2 separate regions of the Cricetulus griseus genome follow, and region 2 is linked to region 1. Evidence: chromatin contacts called from public Hi-C data. All regions are on one chromosome and are shown on one strand. Each heading gives the region's core, a stretch centred on a gene start, on an enhancer-like site or on the middle of the called end of the contact. The rest is flanking DNA. Distances are from core to core; before and after follow the strand shown. Region 1 holds the start of Ccdc80 (coiled-coil domain-containing protein 80). Region 2 has its middle 45 kb from the start of Ccdc80.

What was found. A called contact is a pair of places that touch in the nucleus more often than the background predicts.
Region 2: a Hi-C map of fibroblasts shows a contact between it and region 1, with 3 times the contacts expected there. The contact joins the enhancer-like site here to the promoter of Ccdc80 in region 1. A contact is called at or near these places in 4 of 8 Hi-C or Micro-C datasets (the CHK-Q cell line, the CHL-YN cell line, the CHO-K1 cell line and 1 more).

The regions. Positions count from the first base shown.
Region 1 is chr4:45,433,491-45,436,453 of CriGri-PICRH-1.0, forward strand. It overlaps Ccdc80 (coiled-coil domain-containing protein 80), which reads right to left and starts at 1,307. Exons shown (of 10, transcript XM_035444532.1): 1 at 1,169-1,307; 2 at 853-971; 3 at 269-766.
Region 2 is chr4:45,478,783-45,481,636 of CriGri-PICRH-1.0, forward strand. No RefSeq gene overlaps it. Among named protein-coding and RNA genes, the nearest start is that of Ccdc80, 45 kb to the left of the region's middle. Within about 2 kb of position 1,304, at least 1 of the 6 cell types and tissues checked has open chromatin away from gene starts, as enhancers often do. A contact at or near this core is called in fibroblasts, where this site is marked.

The DNA.
Region 1 (2,963 bases), core at 57-2,556:
AAAGGAGGGAGGGTAGAGAAGACTAAACAGGATGAGACCCCGTGCTTTCAAGCTGCTGTGATTGTCAGTGCTTAGCAGGGTCAGTCGTTAAGCAGGAAATCCAACCTTGCTTCACGGGTGGCAGGCATGCTTGCACTGACTCAGCTGTGCTCTGGATGCACCAGAGACCACGTAAACCAGGCATTGGAATTATGACAACATTCACACTTCATTTCTTCAAGCAAGCAACAGTGAAGCAAACAGCAAAAAGCAAAGACTGCACACTTACATCGTTGCTCATGGAGATGGGATTCAGAGGCTTTCAAAAGAAATGGAAAGGCTTGGTCCCTAGGACGTTTTCCTAGATGAAATCCTTTCCTTCCAGCTCTCTGTCTGCTTTTGGAGACTGAGCAATACCAACGGGTGTGCTGCAGCTCCTGTTTGAAAAAGCAGCCCCAGGAAGCTCAGCCTGTCCAGCCGGGCTGATTTCCTTTTCTTTCGGACTGTGTCTTTTTTACCTTCTGGTCCAGTGAGATGAGGTGGAAGTTGCTGTCCTTCGGACTGGCCGTATCTCCATTTGTCTGCAGTTTCTTCTGGGTCTGTGTGAGCTGGTCCTTTGCTGCCAGAAGGATTTTCCTTAAAGTGGATGAAGTCCTAGTGATTTCTAAATCTCACTCTTGCCTTCTGTGGAGTTCCAAGATCGTTCTTATCACCCTTTCCGCACACAGTCTGGCTGAGTCCCTTTGTTTCCGAGCGTAAAAGCACTGGCATTAATATGTTTTCCAGGCTGAGGGAAAACAGAGGAATGTGAATGTGAAAAGGGGGACAGTTCCCCCCTTTCCTTCCGTCTCTCCTCCCTTTATTTCCCCCCACCTTTTTCTCCTCTCTTTTGCCTTCTCCTTTTATTTCTTCTTCCTCATCTGGATTCCATTCCAGAAATGTCAGGACTACCTCAGGTTTGCTCCAAACCAAACTCAAAACAACAGCAGCCACTGGAAATCAAGAAAACTTCACTAAGAATTTAACAGATCAGCAAAACACGCCTCCTTCTCATTTGGGTACTTGGAGAGTCAGTGAACCTGGTGAGAAGGGAGAGGGCTGTGCCTGGGCTGGGAAAAGTTTTGAAACTCTACACATCATCGTAAATCGCTCCAGAATAGGATGACTGAGGACTTAACCCCTTCCATACCAAACCATCAGGGCAGTTTCCCTTCCTGTGGATTCTCATTCTGTGCTTTGAAAGGGGGAAATCCTCAGGTTTCTCCACCTGGCTGGTTTTCCTGGAGACAGCTGCTCCTTTGGGCCACAGAACTTGGCCATGCATATCCAGACGGCATGCATCTATTTATAATTCCACGAGTGTATTTTTATCTCTTTCTGCCTGCTGTATGCTTTGAGTTTGGGGTTGGAAAAGCCCGTGGAAAACATGACTAAGTTGTTTTTATGTTATGCTAATTGGGGCTCATGTTACTGTGTTCTTGGTCCTTATTTCTCCTTGGGATGGGTGGAAGCCGGTAAAAGGTTAGCAATGCAGGCAAAAGCTGTTGTCTCCTGGGACTGCAGTTGGACATTACATCAGGGAATGGGCATTCTGGCTCCCAGCTTCTGTCGCAATGGTGAACAGTGTGTGTGTGTGTGTGTGTGTGTGTGTGTGTGTGTGTGTGTGTGTTACAATATTCAGCTCTCCAGATGCTCTAGGAATCTAAAATCTTTTACAGTCCCAAGAAGTAGTTATGTGAGGGACTGGGAAGTTGGCTCAGTTAGTAAAGTCTTTGCTGCTTAAGCATGAGGGCCTGAATCCAAATTCCTGGCACCGACATAAAAACCGAGCACCAAGGCTGTAACCCCACCACTGGGGAGAAGGAGCAGGGACACTTGGATCCCTGAAGCTCACTGGCTAGCCAGTCTAGCTGAATCAACAAGGTCCAGGTTCAGTGAGAGACCATGTACAAAAAAGTAAGGTGAAGGGGCTGGACAGACTCACTGGTTATCAGCATTAGTTGCTGTTGCAACTGCCACCAACAGTGGCATCCCAGCATCCACCAAAGCTTCTCTCAATGGGTAAAATCCTCATCCCTAGTTGCATCCTTCAGTCAGCTCCATCTGTCCCAGTTACATGTGCTTTCCCTGCATACGAAGCTCTTAGCAGAGAGTTGAGGAAATTCCTGTAGAGGGGTCTTTGGATGTAGCAACTCTTACCTCATTGTCAGAGTGCATAGGGTACCAAGCAGGAAGGGGTCCTGTCCTATGGGTACCACTGTGAGTACATAAAAGTCAGATCTGATTTCAGTTCAAACTGTAAAGTGGATCAATGCTTCGTGCCCTGTAATAGTCTAGGTGTTGTTTTCATTATTTTCTTATGTGTTCCACACTACCCTCCTCGAGTCTTTGCACTTCTCTTATTTGTTATTGCTGTTTTCTTCTCTTTTCCCCTACAGACAACAGCTACTGGTTTACTGGGCATTTTCACGATTTTTGGTGCTTTCATATATTCTGTTGGTTAACATACCTGGGAGGTAATAGGATGAACCCCCACTTTATAGCTGGACAGAGGCATGTTTCAATAAATCTCTTGAAGTTTAGACCTGGTGTTATGGCGGGTGGTGTCCTGCCTTCATCTTTTATTTTCTGCCCACATTTTTCCTTTTTAACATATACTCTCAATTCTTGCTTCCCATTTTCATAAAAGAGTCTCCTTCATTTATTCAACTGGAACACTTATCCTTTTAGAGTTCTGCTTTGTGAAGTAAGTGTGCAGCTTACCTGTTGCCTTTCTCAGTAGGTTCTTTAAAATCTCATTCTTTCCCCTGAATTCGAATCTATTCCTCTAACTCCCCAACCATGTGACCAACATTGGAAACCAGTGCCCACCCTGTGAGGGAGAGAAACTGAGATATAATTACATCATCGAGCTGGTGGTGCCCAGAGAGGAAGCCACCTCAGCCTGAGCCACCTTTTCTCTTCCTAGAATCTCGGGCTCTCAG
Region 2 (2,854 bases), core at 54-2,553, 45 kb after region 1:
AGGAGGCTCTGGTTTGAGAATCAGCCCAATGTCAGTTTGCATGATGGAGAAACAGGGAAGAAAGAGGCTGGTGTGAAGGAAATTGAAATGTTTCATTTCTTTTCTTTTTTGGTCACAAACAGTCATTGCTAGGGGTATCCTGTGAGTGGTAAGATAAAGAATGTTCGGCGATCCATCGATCTCTTATGACTGGCTATTACTGAGGCGAGGGGTGGACCAATAGGGCAGGGAAGGCAAGAATGGAGAAAAACCAGTCATTTAGATTCTGGAAATTTGAGGTTTTATTAAAGAGGAGGAACTTTACAAGATGGTGTGGCCATCTCTGACATTTGTCCTAACTAGTGTGCTAGTCAGTATAGACACAATCCATATTCTATGAATACAGAAAGCTCTGTTCAGTGGAACAATCAAGAAACGTCTTGTAACCTATATAAGTCTTTGCTTTCAATCTCCCACTGTTGTTAGAACTCTGACGCTATTGGGTGTATTGCTTTTGAAAATGGAAGCCCCACAAACCATTATTCTTTTCTTTCTTTGTTTGTTTGTTTTTCTGAGACAAGGTCTCTCTACATAGCCCTGATTGTCCTGGAACTCACTATGTAGTACTGAAACACAGAGTTTTCTGACTCCCAAGTGTAATGGAATGATAGAAAAAGGCATTTGGTTTCGAGTTAAAATGTACTCAAATCTCTGTCTTACACTGAACTAGTTGAGAAGATTTAGCCAGGAATCAGTTTCTTAATAAAGACAATGGCAGTAACAGTACTTCACAGGAATCCATTGAGCTGGTCTCTGTAACACAGAACTCAATATTCTTCATGTGGTGGTTGGTTTACTGTAAAACATGTATGACAGAATGAAGAGCCATTGTGGCTAAATAACTAGTTAGATCAGTGCTGTTCTAAGTGTTACATAAATGCAAATTCACTAAATCCTCATAGATCCCTATGAGGTATATCATTGTTTTCATTAGTAGATTGGGAAATTAAGATAGATAAACCAGTTTACCCAAGAACTGAGTTTCTGTTTGTCAATGTTAATTTCTTAATAGTTTTGCAAATAGCTCTCAAATTTCAATGATTTAACACAGAGAAAAATATCTCTTTTTTTAAAGACGGAGGCTAGCAGATGTTGAGTAAAAAACCACTGTGTGGATCTTAAGAGCTCCAGGAACCTTCAACCCAGTGCCTCAGCCAACTTGGAGGTTCTCCAAATTCTCTTGTGGACATTTTGTATCTAGGCAGCAGACAGAGCAAGGGTTTGAAGCAGCATTTCTCAACTTCAGAATTTGTGGTGACTAATTTGGTATGTTAACTTGACTGGGATAAAGGATTCTCAAATGGCTGGTGAAACAGGGTTTCTGGGTATGTCAGTGAGGGTGTGCCTGGGAGAGATTAGCACTTGAATTTGTAGGCCTAGTGAAGAAGATCCACCCTCCTCAGTGTGGGTGGTCCTCATACAATCACCGCAATAGGGCCCAATACAACTGAGGGTCCAAATAGAGCAACTTGGTAGAGATGCAAATTCATTATCTCCTCCACCTCCTACCTCTCTTCTTTTCCTCTCTCTTCCCCTTCCCTCCTTGAGTTGGGTCACCTATCTTCTGCTGCATGACCCCCTTCCTCACTCTCAGTGTCTCAGCATCTCTTCTGGTTTTCAGGTCTTCAGAACTGGGCCAAATCATGCCCAGGATTTCTGAGTTCCCAAGAAACACCTAGCATTTGTGAGACTTCTCAGTCTAGAACTAAGTGAGCCAATCCCCTTTAACTTCCCTCTGACATGCATCTTATCTGTACATATCTGATGGGAGCGCTATTCCTATGGAGAAAATTTGACTAATATTTATATTTTGGGCTGGAGAATTCTAAATTTTGATTATGAGATATTTAGCAGTAATACTGGTCTCTACTCACTAGATGCCAGTAGCCCTCTTTCGGTTGTGACAGTCATATTTTTCTGAGAAAGGGAAGGGGGGAGATACCAAAACTGCCCTGAATTTAAGAACATTAGTTGAAATAAAAACTTTCAAGGGTCATAGAGTCTAGTGTAAAAAGTGATCAGATAACTGACTCAACTTTATGGCCAGAACTCAATGAAATAGTCACACTTTACTGCAAAGGAGCTGGGAAATACAATTCAGTGATGTGTTCAGGAGGAAAAGGAGGTCTAAGAAGATGACATAAGCCAGGTGGTGGTGCACGCCTTTAATCCCAGCACTCAGGGGGCAGAGGCAGGCAGATCTCTGTGAGTTTGAGGCCAGCTTGGTCTACAGAGTGGGTTCCAGGACAGCCAGGACTGTTATACAGAAAAACCCTATCTTGAAAAACAATCAATCAAACAAACAAACAAACAACAAAAAGATGGCATTAGCAATGTAGAATCTAAGAGGTATGGACACTCCCCTACTCCCACCCCAAAATCAAACTAAAAACTTCAGAAAATCTAGTAGAAATTTGCAGGGTATTCTATACACTGTTGGAGACAGAAATACACCATTATAACAACCTTTTTCACAGCTGACTCACTATACACAGGCCTCCTAAAGTAAACCATTAATGCTATGCACTGTTAGATGCCTTGGTCCCAGGTGGAGAAATTTGCTAGCCAAGAACCAGAAGCATTCAAAATGTTGCAATGACCTATGAGAATACTGAATGCATGCAGAGTGAGTATGAAACTGGGATAACTGAGTGTTCCCCAAGGCTGTCCAACCCCAAACATATTCCAGATAATGAATGTTCATGATATGTATGATCTAGAGTGTAAAGGAGACCAAGATATGTTTTGGGAGAAGTGTCAACATCTGCAGACACGTGCCTGCCTTGAAGGAGATTCACACCCAGAAAAAGTACAG